2 separate regions of the Mus musculus genome follow, and region 2 is linked to region 1. The links are chromatin contacts, called in public ChIA-PET maps. All regions are on one chromosome and are shown on one strand. Each heading gives the region's core, a stretch centred on a gene start, on an enhancer-like site or on the middle of the called end of the contact. The rest is flanking DNA. Distances are from core to core; before and after follow the strand shown.

Region 1 (7,094 bases), core at 1,723-4,222:
AGGGAAGGGGTATTCCTAATTTCTCATTTTGAATCTACATGGGTCTCACTTGATGGCTACAACTAATTAGCATGAAAAGTAACTTTCAAAGTGACTAAATTTTACATGCCAAAAATAATATTTCCTTTGCTGAGTGTGGTGGTGCATACCTTTAGTCCCAGCACTGTGGAGACAGAAGCAAATGATTTGTGTGAGTTACAGCCAGCCTGGACTAAGTTTCAGAACACCCTGGAACTATACAGCTACACAGTGAAACTCTGTCTCAAAAACAAACAAAAACCACAACTCATTTACCTAGGTTTTCACTTCGTTGGCATTCCCAAAATTTAGATGCATTTTCCGAAATCCACTCTTTGCAACTACAGACCTGAGCAAGACCTTCCTGAATGACAATGGGAGGTAGTGTGTAAACCCATGGTGTCTAGGCCAAAGCAACTCTACTACTTACTGTCTACCTGACTTTGACACCTCATTTACTCCCTCAGCAAGGTGGGAGTAATAGAAACGCTCCCTCTGGTAAACAAGATATATAAGCGAAGGGTTTGGCAACAGAGGCCCTGTATAAAGTGTTCTCTTACAGTCTTACCATCCACCAGGTCATCCAAATCATCTGCACAGATGCCTTTTCCTCCTGAAACCCTTGAGTTGTCTGGTAGGACTGATCCTTCCTTCCTTGGCTTCAGTAGGAATTTTATATTCTAGTTACTGGAAGTGGAGTCACATGTTTCTCCCTCAGGACAAAGACCACAGCATTTGTGTAAGGCAGGCAACTAACCCTTCTCTCCCTTCATCCCTCCTTCCAATGCTTGTAAACAATAATATCCTGGCAATCAGCAGAACCTTTACCTGGAGATTGAAGTGCCCTGTAGCCTGTATATGGCAGCACTGATCATGCCTCACTAAATACTTCCTTGGGACTTGAACAGAAACTGTTGGGGGAACAAAGAAGAAAGGATAGGAGAATATACCTGCTTGTTTAAACACAACTCTGCTGCCTTAAGCTTGCTTTCATCATCTCACTGAAAGAGACCATGGTGCTTTTCATATAAAAATTCAAGGGCAGGCTTTCTGCATATGTCTAGTCTAACCCAGTCATAGCTTGCCCATCTGTTGATTTGAAAGTAATGCTAGGATTCTCAAACAGCAATATGCTTGCTTAACTGGTCCTACATTTATGGAAAATAAACTCATTTAACATTACAGCAAGATACAAAAATCCTCCTGGCTTTGGTGTCTTCAACTTTTCCTAGCTCTGTGAGAAGGCACTTGCTAAGGCATGTTACCAATTCTACTAACAAGATGTCACTGGTCTTTGAGAGAGTGGAACTTTTCTAAAGAAAAATGGCCAAACTGAGACTAATGCTTTATCATTTTGGTTTTTTATCATTTTCCTTTGTTCTTAATGTCCCACTTTTTGAAATTAAAATCTAGTATTTAAAAAGCTGCAGAGTTTGGTTTTTGAGAAAGAACTTAAAGTTGGGTGGGTAGAGAGGAGGAGAGGATCTGGAAGGGCTTGAGGGAGAAGGGACTATGATCAAAATATATTTAAAATTTAAAACTGTTTTAAATAATAAAAACTGCAGAGAACACCTTTTTATTTAGACAGCCTTAGTTTCTATTCTTTGGCTTATTTGTAAGCAAACTCAAGAAAACAAGTGCTGAGACTTCCAGTATTCTATTTAATGTGGTTTTTCTGAGTCTAATTTGTTCATTACTTAACAGCAAGGCCTTTCAAAAGAGCACGGAAACTACACCGAACTATGCTTCTCATTCTAAACACATCCCAACAAATGGGATGCCTAATCGGGCCTCTAACTAGGAGAAAAAACGCTCAGCAGAGCGAAGGCAAATACCAAACTTTTATCCCTTGTACTTCTTCTGAGACCAGGATTTTCCAAATAAAAGTACTTTTATGACCTCGCGCAATATCATAATTTATCGTATATTTAACTAAATTATCTCCCCAAATAGACACAAGAGCAACTAACTCAAATAAAGTGCCTCTTGGCCACGAGGGAAAGAGCATAATAAACTTAATTGTTTTATATATCCTGAGGCGTAAGAGAAAAACCTTTCCATTTAGGCTTGTGCGTGAGACATCAAGACAACTTGATATGCAAATTGCAAGGCTTATTGACTTAAAGTAGGGAGACCTGACCGATTTAAGCCACGACTGCCAAATAAGGGGTAATCACCACCTTAAAACCATTGAACTTTGTTCGCCTGGCTTCTTGGCAGTCGTGTGGCTAATACCAGAGCCAAATCCATAAGTGGCTTCTACCGAAACGCGTCCCAAGTTGCAGAGGAGCCGGAGAGCGCGCCGGCTCTGCACCGAGTGAGTCCCGAGGGGCGGCAGCAGCGCACCTCTACACCAGCCGCTGCTCCAGACCCACCTCGCATCTCTTCACCGCGTTTCTCCAAACTTCGGGACCCAAGAGCGACCCCGCAACAGAGAAAGTAGCATCGGTGACAGGGACGCCGCGGCTCGGGCACAGTTTGCCGTCGCTGTGCACCGGCAACTTTGTGCCGGCGAGCCGTGCCCTCTGCGTCCGGAGGGGACGGGAAGGTGGGCCCGGAGCAGGACGCGCGCGGGGCTGGCGGCTCCGCTCCCGGTACGCAGGCTGCCGCACCCGGCTCGGCGAAGGCCCCGGTGACTGACAGGCGGTGGGGGCGCGGCCCCGCCTGCAGCCCGGGGACGCCGCGCACGGCCGCGGTTCTCCGCTCCGCCAGGGACACCTGGGCTGGGCGCCGCGGGCTGTACCGCGCCAAGCCCCTCACACCTCCCCGCAGCGAGCGCCGCCCTAGCCCCGCGGCCCTGCCCCGCGCCGGCGCCGGTGCCCTCGCCCGCTCTCACCTGCCGGTGTCGCCCGCGCCCGCTCAGCCTCCTCCTCAGTCACCGCAGCCCGCGGCGCGCGTCTCTCGCGCCAGGCCCCGCCTCGTCCCGCCCCGTGAGGCGGTGCCAAAGCGGCCGCGCCAGAATCTCGCGAGACTTGATCTCCTAGATTTTTTTTTTTAAAGGGGTCGCCCCTGACGTCATACGCACCCAGGCGGAAGTGTCCTTCTGGCGTCAGCGCCAGTACCGACCCCCACCTTCGCGGGCGGAAGTGTAGGTTGGTCCAGGAACCTGAGCTCAGTCTAATCACTACTGGGCGTTGTAACGTTCTTGTCTCATGGCCCTCTCCAGTTCTAACTGGTTCTGCCTGACCCTGAGAGAGGCCTGGTGTGATGGAGCTCTCCTCAAGGCAATGCAAAGATGGCTCCATAGAGGAGAGATCACCAATGTAGCAGCTCTGTGACTTCCACGTCTCTATAACTGAACCCGAAAGGCTTAGGAGGATTTAGAATTTAGGAAGACCACAAGAAACTTACCAGCATACATGAAAATTTGCTAAACTTACCTGAAAAATCCCAGAGCAGTTGACAACATAACATACAGCATTAGGCTAGAAAATTGTCGTCGTCATTGTCTCTTCCCTTCGCATCAAAGGTAGGCAGGCAAACTTCAGGACCCGCGGACTAGCCAAACACTATACACTGTGTGTCCTACACACACCTACTCTTAATTTATACATCCAGCACAGTAAGAGATTAACAACCGAACCATAGATTTAAGCAACCTCAACAACATTTACTTTAAAAAAACAAACAAACAAACAAACTTTGACGCCAGGTACAGTGTTTCATGCATGTAATCCCATCACCAAGGAGGCTGAGGCAGAAGCTGCGGCAAGTTTGAGACCAGCCTGGGCTACATAGTGAGTTTGAGCCCAGCTAGAGCTACAGAGTGAGACCCAGTCTTAACAATACAAAAGCAGGCTAAATCTTATCTTTGATGTAGACAGCCAGCTGCTCTTGTGCTTTGGGGCTATTATGAAATAAAATGAGGATTATTGGAACAAGGACCATGCCTCCCAGGGGGCCAGGAGTTTCACATACACAACATTGACACTCCAGAGGAACTGCTAGCGTCCTGGGAGCAACACAGTGAGGGGAGTGAGAGACTTCATTGGCTACTTAGAACGGCATTTTCAGTTTAAAACTGGTGAATCATTTATTTCTGGAATTTTCCACTTCATAATTTTGGAACATGGTTGACTGTGGGTACTGCCAAAGTGAATCTGTGGATAAAGGGAGAAGAGTGTGTGATATTTAGAAAATCACTTTCCCATGGAGAACACAGGGGAGAGTTTTGGGAAAGTGACAAGAGTTTTGCTTTTTAAGATAAAACTGGTCTTTGAGTAAGACAAACCAATATTCCCAATCACTATTAACAAATCCATTCTTGGAGCCGGGTGTGGTGGCGCACGCCTTTGATCCCAGCACTCGGGAGGCAGAGGCAGGTGGATTTCTGAGTTCGAGGCCAGCCTGGTCTACAGAGTGAGTTCCAGGACAGCCAAGGCTATACAGAGAAACCCTGTCTCGAAAAACAAAAAAAAAAAAAAACAAAAAAAAAACAAAACAACAAAAAAAAACAAATCCATTCTTCAAACAGTGGGATTTTATGAAATACCCTTAGCTTTTACACTATTAAAACAATATATGCAAGGGCTAGAGGATGGCCCTCTTCTGCTCTCACAAAAGGCCAGAGTTAGGTTCCCAGCACCCACAGCAGATGGTGCACACCTTAGTAACTCCAGTTCAGGAAATTGGATGCCCCTTTTCAGCTACCAGAGGCACCTACATACATGTACATGTGCACACTTACACAGAGACACATATATACAATGTAAGGGTCCAAAAATCACTGAAGGAAGAGCCCAGACTCAGATAGTATGCAAAAACAAAGAGTGTTTATTCCACAGAAACATCCAGTATGCAAGGGTCAACCATTCTTTGAAATGACGATCCCAGACAAAGGCAGGCAGGCCTTCTTACAGGAAACCAAGGGAACTCTCTAGAAGAATTAGGTAATCTATAATCTCATTGGTGGGTGCTAGGGGGCCACAGGTGATCAGTGGTCTACATTCCAATGTCATGAATGTTCAATCATGTGTGGCCAGTGGTCTGTATCCCTATATCACAATCGTTCAACCACGTGATGAAATAGGGCTGCCCAGCGCAGATGGCCCATTCTGAGATAAGATATTTCCCATTTTTGTGTTTATCCCCAGACTGTTCTTTGGGAGGGGGTTTTATGATCTTGTTCTGGATTTTATGGTCTGTTCCTAGAGCTGCTGTCTTATGACTTAGTCCCCCAACTTAGTTTTGGGGACTTATGGTCTATTCCTGAAGCTGGAGCCTTAAGGCCTTTTTTGAAATTAGGCCTGGTCCTTAAATGAAGACAAATTCAACATAAACAAATAAAAGTACCTAAACTGTTTGGGCAGTGGTGGCGTACACCTTTAATCCCAGCATTTGGGAGGCAGAGGCAGGCACATTTCTGAGTTCAAGGCCAGCCTGGTCTACAGAGTGAGTTCTAGGACAGTCAGAGCTATACAGAGAAACCCTGTCTTGAAAAACCAAAAAATAAAAATAAAAAGAGAGCAGGGCGTGGTGGCGCATACCTTTAATCCCAGCACTTGAGAGGCAGAGGCAGGCGGATTTCTGAGTTCGAGGCTAGCGTGGTCTACAGAGTGAGTTCCAGGACAGCCAGGGCTACACAGAGATACCCTGTCTCGAAAAATAAAATAAATAAAATAAATAAATAAAAGAGAGAGTTTTAAAAGTATCTAAACTTAAAATATTTATAGCAGTTGAGGACTGGGGGGGGGGGCGCAGAATTCTGGAGCTTATTCCCAGACAGCTCAGTCATTCCAAGAGCTCAAAGTTCATCGGATGATCCTGTCTCAAAAAATAAAGTGGAGGACTTGTGAGATAGCTCAGCAGTAAGAGCACTGACTTCTCTTCTGAAGGTCATGAGTTCAAATCCCAGCAACTATATGCTGGCTCACAACCACCCGTAACAAGATCTAACTCCCTTTTCTGAGTGTCTGAAGACAGTGTACTTACATATAATAAATAAATAAATCTTTAAAAATAAATAAGGTGGAAAGTCCGTGGTGTAGCTTAGTGGTAGAGCATTTGCCTGGCATGTACAAGGCCCTGAGTTCAATCTCCTGTATCAGAAACAATACAAAACATTTACCTTTTGGCCTGGATGTGTGGCTCAGTGATTAAGAGTAATTACTGCTCTTGCAGAGGTCCTAAGTTTGCTTCCCAGCATCCTCATGGTGTGTCTCACAACCACCAGGAACTCGGGCTCCAGGGGAGCAGATGCCCTCTGGCTTCCACCGGCAACTGCACTCCCGTGAACATAGTGACACACCATGCACAGAATCAGTTTGCCTTAAATATAAGGTGGAACATTATTGAAAAAGTTGCTTCTGCACATGAATGTATATTTGCATCTACCTGTGCATACATACACTCACAAAACACAGATAGATAAACACAAATACAAACTAATATCTCTAAGTTTGTCATATGAAAGGAATCATAGCATGATTTCATTATTCTGTCTCCTCTCTCTGTCTCTGTCTCTGTCTCTCTCTCTCACACACACAAACACACACACACACACACACACACATACATTAAATTCTGTGGTTTTTTTTTCATGCATGGCTTAAGAAAAGAAGGAATTTGATATTCAGGTATTTGTGAGGAAATTTGTTCTACTTACATAATCATATAGTCATTGCAAATGGCAGGTTTAACTGTGATCCAACAAGCTTGGCAGAGGCCTGTACTCCTTATACTATATGCATCTTATATATACACTTATATGTATATATTATATGCATACCAACTTGAGTGTGTAGAATCAAAAATAGCTTATTGTTTGTTTGATAGAAAATTCATGTTTCCAAATATGTATGCCTTTTCTCAACACTGTGATAGTGTGAACTAATCTAGAATGTTGACTTGAGCAGAAGTTTGACCTCTGTGCATAGCTTGAGATCATGCTAAACAGCTTCCCTTAGGAGGTCATTGATGTTATCCAAACTGAAACCTTTTTGCAAATTCTGTGGATGACTTTTCAGGATAATATTCTGAAATGCATTTTAGAAAAATATCTACATCTACAGGGGAAATCAATTATGCCAATATATGCATATCAAAATGCTAAAAAGTGAATTTGTGATGTTACTGTA
Region 2 (7,094 bases), core at 2,008-4,507, 240 kb after region 1:
TTGGGTTGTCCTTATTTCTCCTTTTAGACTTAAACAAAAGGGCAGAGGTTAAGTGTGGTTTGTTCACAGTTATGTTGCCAAGGTCTTACATGGCACCCATCAGATAGAACATATCCAAGAAATATGTTGAATCAATGCCCGAGGCTGTAGCATATGGTTGAGACTTTTGCTTTAGACAAATCTGGTTTCAAATTGTGTCTCCACTTACTCTCACAGTGAGATCCCCAGAAGTTATTTAACCCTGATGCCTAGACTTCCTTAACTGCAAAATGGGAGGCCAGGGGATCTTGTCTAGTCATTGGTCATCAACGCACATAAAACAGGTTGTATGGAACAGGCCTAGAGCACCAGGCTCCTGATCATGAAGTAAGAGCAAGCTATTCATTGGTATTTGTAGGACCACCATGAAGGAGGCATCATGAATCCCTTTGTAGCAGCTGAGCTGAGCTCACCCTACAGGGGTGCTAGACATACTGCCATACCATGAGCTGCTGTTTGCTTAGCAGGCTGTTCAAAGTCATGCTGCCTTATCAGTTATTTGTTTGGTTTTGATCTTTCCTTTTCTTCCTTGTGCCATTGGTGTACATTTCTAAATCACCAGTGCTTGCGTTTATCTTTCAGTTCTGGTTCGATGCCTGCTGTGCCCTGATGTACTGCAAACACTGGATGCATGAGTATGAATAATAACTTCGATAGCTGTGTGCACACTGCACCACAAATGCTCACACCCCCATCCTGTATTTCCTATGACTAGAGTTTTCAAGTTTTCTTATGTTTTAAAGCCAATGTCTTTTACTTGCTAATATTTCCCCCTACTAGGATGTAGTAACAAAATAAAACATTTAAAATTTATCATTCTCTCATTTTATTTGTAATTATTTCCTCGCTCTCTCTCTCTCTCTCTCTCTCTCTCTCTCTCTCTCTCTCTCTCTGTGTGTGTGTGTGTGAGAGAGAGAGAGATGGTGCATGTGTAGAACAACCCTGTGGAGTCATTTTTCTCCTTCTACTTTCTTGTGGGATTTGAGCTTGACCTCTGGATACAAGGCTTTCACGACAAGTGTCTTACTCACTGAGCCTCCTGGCTGGCCCTGTTTTGTTTTATCTACTGAGAAAAAACAATGCACTAGCTTGCAGCCTTTAGGATAAAATTGTGCAGACCTCTCCGTCACTCCCCCCACATCCTCCACCCCATCCCAGTGTCTCTGACTTTTCAGATTGGCCAAGAATCAGGAGTTCTGACCAGATTGATTGTTAGGGATGAGCAAAACAACTTATGTAAGATAATTAGACAGTTTACAAACAAATCTATTTGTTTAGGAAAAGGTGTCAAGTTTTAGCTACTAACTGATCAAATTATAATCCTTGTCTTGGAGACACTAGTGAATTTTAGACAAAATCATGCGGATTTGAGATGGCTACAGGGTGGATCTTATTCCTGTCTCTTAGCAGCAGCTACCCAAACAGCAAACACCACTGGGCCTTCAGCTTTCTTTTAGAAATGCCTCAGGATAATTTCTCTCTTTTCTGGAAAAGTGACATATACACATGGACTCAGTGTGGAAGAACTGTTAAAAAAAATCATTGAAAATGCTTTAAAGGGGCTGAGGATGCAGCTAGTCTGTGTGGAGCACTTGCTGAGCACGTATAAAGGCCTGGATGTGTGTCTGCTGTCCCACTCAAATGGCACAGGCAGGAGGACCAGAAGTTTAGGGTCATGCCTTCACTGGGTCTCTAATAGCCCAGGCTATGTCAGGAGGTTGAGGCCAGCCTGGGCTACTTGTTTGAAAGCTTCTCTTTGAGCGGCTTCTTCTCTTAGCTCATGTCAATAGAGCTCTGAAGTGAGAGGGGCTACTCGTAGGTGATTAATTGGTGATAGACTTGGGCTTGAAACCTACCACACTCTCAGGCATGATAAAGAAGGAAAATATCTGGACACTAATTTTATTAGTCAGATACGGTTTGGGGGACACAGGAATGAGAAAAATCCAAATCAAATCTCTAACCTAAAGGATTTTGTGATGAGAGTAACAGAGTCTGCACGTCCAGACTCTCGGAGCCCAAGGCTCTGTACCACGTGGGTTGTCTCAAGCCTGGTCGGTGCTCTGTCTGTGATGCCAGGGGCTGCTGGAAGTGTTCTTCTTCCTCCTCTTCTTCCTCCCAGAACTAAGAGTGCTCAAAGCCCTCGGAACAGTATGTGATCTCCACTGCAGCGGATTAGACAGGCGCTGAGGCAGGGGAAGAGCTGCTGGGGCTAACAGATGGGGTGCCATCTCTTAGAGTGGGAGGAGAGCCTTTCTCCCTTCTTCAGTCAGGGTTCCTGGTGGGAAGGAGGGACTTGGGTACTGAAAGCAAGCAGTGATAAGACCCAACACATCGCAGCCAGCGGAATAGATCCCAGCCCTCAGAAAGCTGCATCCTAGGACCTTAGGGAACGTGTGTAGCCTGTAGTTATCCACTCTTTGAGCGTTCTCCTTCAGGGAGCTAGGGCTCTGCCACATCCTGATGGGAGGGGGAATGGTCTGAGACCTGACTCCTCAGCCGGTGGGAAGTCTCAGCTTTGTCTTCAGCTGGTGAAGACACGGTTTTTCAGGGACTCAGCTGGTGAGGGAACCCAGTGGTTTGCTGTAGGTCAGTGATGTCGCCTCACATTTGAAATGGAAAGACTTCGTGAAACAGTTTTTCTAGAAGAGCCCATTGTTGAGTAAACGTTTATTTCCTTCTGTGTGTGTCCCCTTTCCCTCTCCATTTCCACCTCCCACCCCCACCCCGTGTGCGTGTGCGTGCGCGCACTATGAAGTAGGGACCTTGCCTATGTCTTCCCTTTCTCTTTAGCTTAGCACAGTACCCAAAGGACACCCGTTTCTCTCTTAGACACCATCCAGAAGCTCTTCCCGGCCTGTCTTAAAATCTAAATTCCTAGAGTGTGGCAATGGGGCTGCTCTGTGGCTAGCTGCTCAGCAGAAGCCCCAGGGCTGACAGAAATCTTGCTAAGTAGCATTTGTTTTCTCTAACAGACTTGGAACTTTAAAAAATATATCTAAATTACCAATGGTTTTTGTTTTTGTTTTGAGAATTTCATATCTAAGTGCTAAATTTACATAATTCCAACCCTCCCTTCTCTCCTGTCCCTCCCGAATTCATGACCTCTTCTTTTTAATTAGTCTTGGAACTTTGAGAGAGTGTCTGGAAGCTTCCACAGGAAATGCCCCATGTCAGTTTACTCACGGTTGGGTTCTCTGGGTTTCTGGCTATCTAGATTTAGACACGTAGCCACAGTGTGATTTTCTTTTTAGTCTTCACTGACTCCTGGGCTTTGAAGATACAGCTGTGCTGGTTTCTGTTTTGGTTTAGTATTTATTTATTTTATTTTATTTTTAACAAGCAGTGAAGCTCGAGGCTGCACTTCACTTCCTTTCTCCATTTCTTGCTTTAAAAGAGGACATGAAGGAGACTTGAATGAGGCTCAGGTGCCATGGCTGCAGTGTGGTTTGGGAATAGTTACCTAAACCAAGCTATTTAATTTTGTTGCTAGAGGGAGGCTGAAGGGATAAATAGAGGCTAAGAGCTCAGGCTGCTCTTGCAGAGGACCTGGGTTTCCAGCACCCACATGTCAGCTCATAACCAGATGTAATTCCTGTTCCATTGCCTTCTTCTGGCATCCTGGCACATGCATGCTATAGAAACATGTATGCAGGCAAGCCTTCATATACTTAAAATAAAAATAAGTAAAATTGTAATTTGTAGATAGCCAATTATTTCTGCTTTCTAAATATGTTCCTGCATCAGTAAACACAACGTCAAATCAAGGACTTAAGGGCTGGAGAGACGGCCCTACAGGGTCCTTAAGAGTGTTTGCTACTCTTGCAGAGGACCTGGGTTTGGTTTCTGCTCAAGTCAGGCAGCTCACAACTGCTTTTAGCTCCACTTCTAGAGGATCTGATGCTCCCTCTGGCCTCCACAGAGCTGCAGGCTTATGGTACACATACAAAGCAGACACAGATATCTGCATGAAAACCTATTAAAATTGAAAAGAGAAAACACCGAGTGGCTGGGAATGGTGGCTCATACTTGAAGCAGGTGACCGAGGATGTGCCGTGTCGTTAACTTACTCTGAGGGACAGACACTAGGAGCGAAGACAGGCCCTCTCATGGCTGCTACACTGGGCTGATCTGGACGGAAACTAATAATGAACAAGGACTTCTGTTGGTGATGCTGCCTGAGTCCAGAGTAAACTTTGGGGCAACGTTCCTCTCTCACAGACCTTCCTCAGATAAGAGCAGCTTTCTTATTTTTCTACTAGTCCTTGTGCCTTCTGCAAGAGATGCCACCAGCTTCTGCGGTTGTGGCCTTTCACTGTGCAAGTTACAGGTAGATACACAGTTAGAGGCCTGGCTGTCTCCTATTGTGTGTGTACTTTCTCATCTAATTTATAGTTATGGATGGCATTAATATTTGTACTTAACTTGGACTTTATGCCCAAAGCTAGAACAACTTAAATGAGGAAGAGGCTGCGAGTCTGAACTGGTTTAGATGAGAGATTGATTATATATGAAATCTACATTGTCCCTGCCGAGTACCAGGAAGGTGAGATGACTGTGCGGGGCTGCCCCTTTTATGATTAGAATTTTGGTGGGAAAACTTCACAATGGGCCTTAAAAACAGTTGCTCAAATAAGTTAGCTTTAAAAACAATTACTGTGTAATTTAGTTCAAAACACACCGAACTCTAGGCAAACGGTGACTAAGGAGACAGAGTCAGCCTTTCCTTAGCACTGAGCTCCGTAGTCAGTTGTCTAGTACAGAAAGGTCAACCCAGAAACCATGCATACAATAAAATCAGTATCAGCTGGTTGTATTTCTATATCTGTGTACAGATACACATATATACATAGGTAATCATAATAATTGGAGAAGAGGAGGCTGTCAATCTGAGAGTGGGAGCAGGTTGGAGGGGGAACCAGAGAGGGCCTGGGAGGAGGAAAGGGAAGAAAGAGCTGTGATTGTGTTTCAATTAAAATTAAAAATTCACAGAAAGTGTGAGGGTTGGGGAGTTGGCTCTGTGGTAAAGGGCCTACTGTGCAAGCCTGAGGACTCCTGTGAAAGCTGGATTGGGCAGGGGTAGCACTGGATAGGGCAGGTTCAGCACTGGTCTGAGTGGGTGTATCAGATGGAGACAGGAGGATCCTGGGGCCTGAGGGCCAGCTTGTCTAAGCTAATCAATGAATTTCAGGTTCAGTGAGAGACCCTGCCTCAAATACACAATGGAGAGACATTGGAGGAAGAGAATTGACTGGCTTCCATATTTGTAGGTACAGGTCAGAGTGATACACATGTGTGTGTATGACCCTCACCTCATTCTCCAGGAAATGTGAAATATAATGATAAGCACATTTACACGATTTAGTCACAGAGCACAAATGATCTCCAGGTTGGTGCTTTTCTGCTCATTTCTACAGAGGGTAGAAGATTATACTATCTTAGAGGGAATTAGGAAAATCTTACTGTGCTGTCTAGTTTTATATCAACATAGCTATGGTCATTGGACAGGAGTAAACCTCAATTGAGAAAACACCTCCATAAGATGGGGCTGTAGGTGATCCTGTAGGGCGTTTTCTTAATCAGTTGATTGATATGGGAGGGACCAGCCCATGTGGGTGGTGTCACCCCTGAGCTGGTCATTCTGAGTTCTGTAAGAAAGCAGGCTGAGCAAGTCATGGGGACCAAGCCAGTAAGGGACGCCCCTCCCTGGCCTCTGTATCAGCTCCTGCCTCCAGGTTCCTGTCCTGCGTGAGTTCCTGTCCTGACTTCCTTCAGTGATGAACAATGATATGGAAGTGTAGGCAGACAAACCCTTTCCTCCCCAGATTTGGTCGGGGTATTTCATCACAGCAATAATAACCCTGACTAAGATATGATACCCCAATCAAAAAACAGACTCCTTAAAAAGAAGAGTGATAGCCTGGTGCTTGTATGTATTTGCATTAACTGAGAAGATTGGAGATAGTTATATATCCCTTAGATTCCTGGATCTTCAGTTTCAGGCAGTTGGTTGCAGTATTAGTTGGCACTGAAAGTGGATTTGCCTTTAGCAGTTTAGAAGCAGGAAGAGCAGCAGGAAGAGGCAGGAATCTGTGCTCCTCGGAAGCTGCCCCCAGGCTATACAGCAGCCGGTTCCAAGTCTTGGTAAAGGCTGTAGCCAGAGGAATCTGCTTGGTATCAGCTCAGAAGAAAAGCACAAGTGTGGAGTGGAGACAGCCTCTCCCTAGGGAGGAAGGGGTTAAAGCAGGGACAGGAGGGTCACCATGGCTCAGATCCAAGGGATGCCAGTACATCCCCTCACCTTGTCCCCCTAAAGCTGTCTTTCTCAGATGTGAAGTTTTAAAAACAAGGTATACAACTTCAAAGAAGCCTTTAACACAGTCGCGTGCCCTGCAATCCCCAGGGTTGCTAGCTCTTTCACAGGGCAGTGGCTCTTTGGCTGTATTAGATTATAACATGGAGTTGGGCTTGGCACTGCATGCCTGCAATTTCAGTCCTTGGGATTGGAGGCAGGAAGATCAGAAGTTCAATGCCAATCTAACCTGATCTACATGAGACCTGGCTCAACTCCCCTCCTTGCATAAATAAAAATTAAGAAATACTTATGTCCATATATATTGTGTAGGGTTTGGAGACTCTCAAATGAAGAGAAAAGATACATAAAACTATATACAGATGGTAGCAATGACCCTTCAGACCACATAATCTTCTTTTAGGAAGATAGTGGTGTAGCTCTTCTATTCCTTCACTTCCTAGAAATTGTCTGTCTATCTGTCTGTCTGTCTGTCTCTCTCTCACACACATACCCATGTGTGGTCTCGAGAGTTCTTGCTTTATCCTCTCCATACCCCTTACTATAGGTCTAATATTTGAGACCCTCTTACCCTTACAAAGGGTTAAGGCAGCCCGCTTCAAGCTATTAGCTTTACTTTCAGAGGAAAACTGAAGAAAAGGAGCCAGCACCATCGTATACTGTGACAGTGGTGTTTCTGAGCTGTGCCTATTGAGTAGAGGAGCCAGCACCATCGTATACTGTGACAGTGGTGTTTCTGAGC

The links. ChIA-PET counts read pairs in DNA pulled down with a chosen protein or histone mark.
Region 2: a contact with region 1 is called in an RNA polymerase II ChIA-PET map of memory CD8 T cells, with 10 read pairs. The contact joins the enhancer-like site here to the promoter of Stk38l in region 1. A contact is called at or near these places in 1 of 39 promoter capture datasets (the C10 cell line), 1 of 484 Hi-C or Micro-C datasets (CD4 T cells) and 3 of 115 datasets of contacts at active chromatin or transcription factors (bone marrow-derived macrophages, effector CD8 T cells and memory CD8 T cells).

What each region holds. Positions count from the first base shown.
Region 1 is chr6:146,720,808-146,727,901 of GRCm38.p6, reverse strand. It overlaps Stk38l (serine/threonine kinase 38 like), which reads right to left and starts at 2,972. Exons shown (of 14, transcript NM_172734.3): 1 at 2,855-2,972.
Region 2 is chr6:146,482,429-146,489,522 of GRCm38.p6, reverse strand. The region is part of intron 1 of Itpr2 (inositol 1,4,5-triphosphate receptor 2); the gene reads left to right. Among named protein-coding and RNA genes, the nearest start is that of Itpr2, 16 kb to the left of the region's middle. Within about 2 kb of position 3,257, at least 40 of the 459 cell types and tissues checked have an H3K27ac peak or open chromatin away from gene starts, as enhancers often do. A contact at or near this core is called in effector CD8 T cells and memory CD8 T cells, where this site is marked.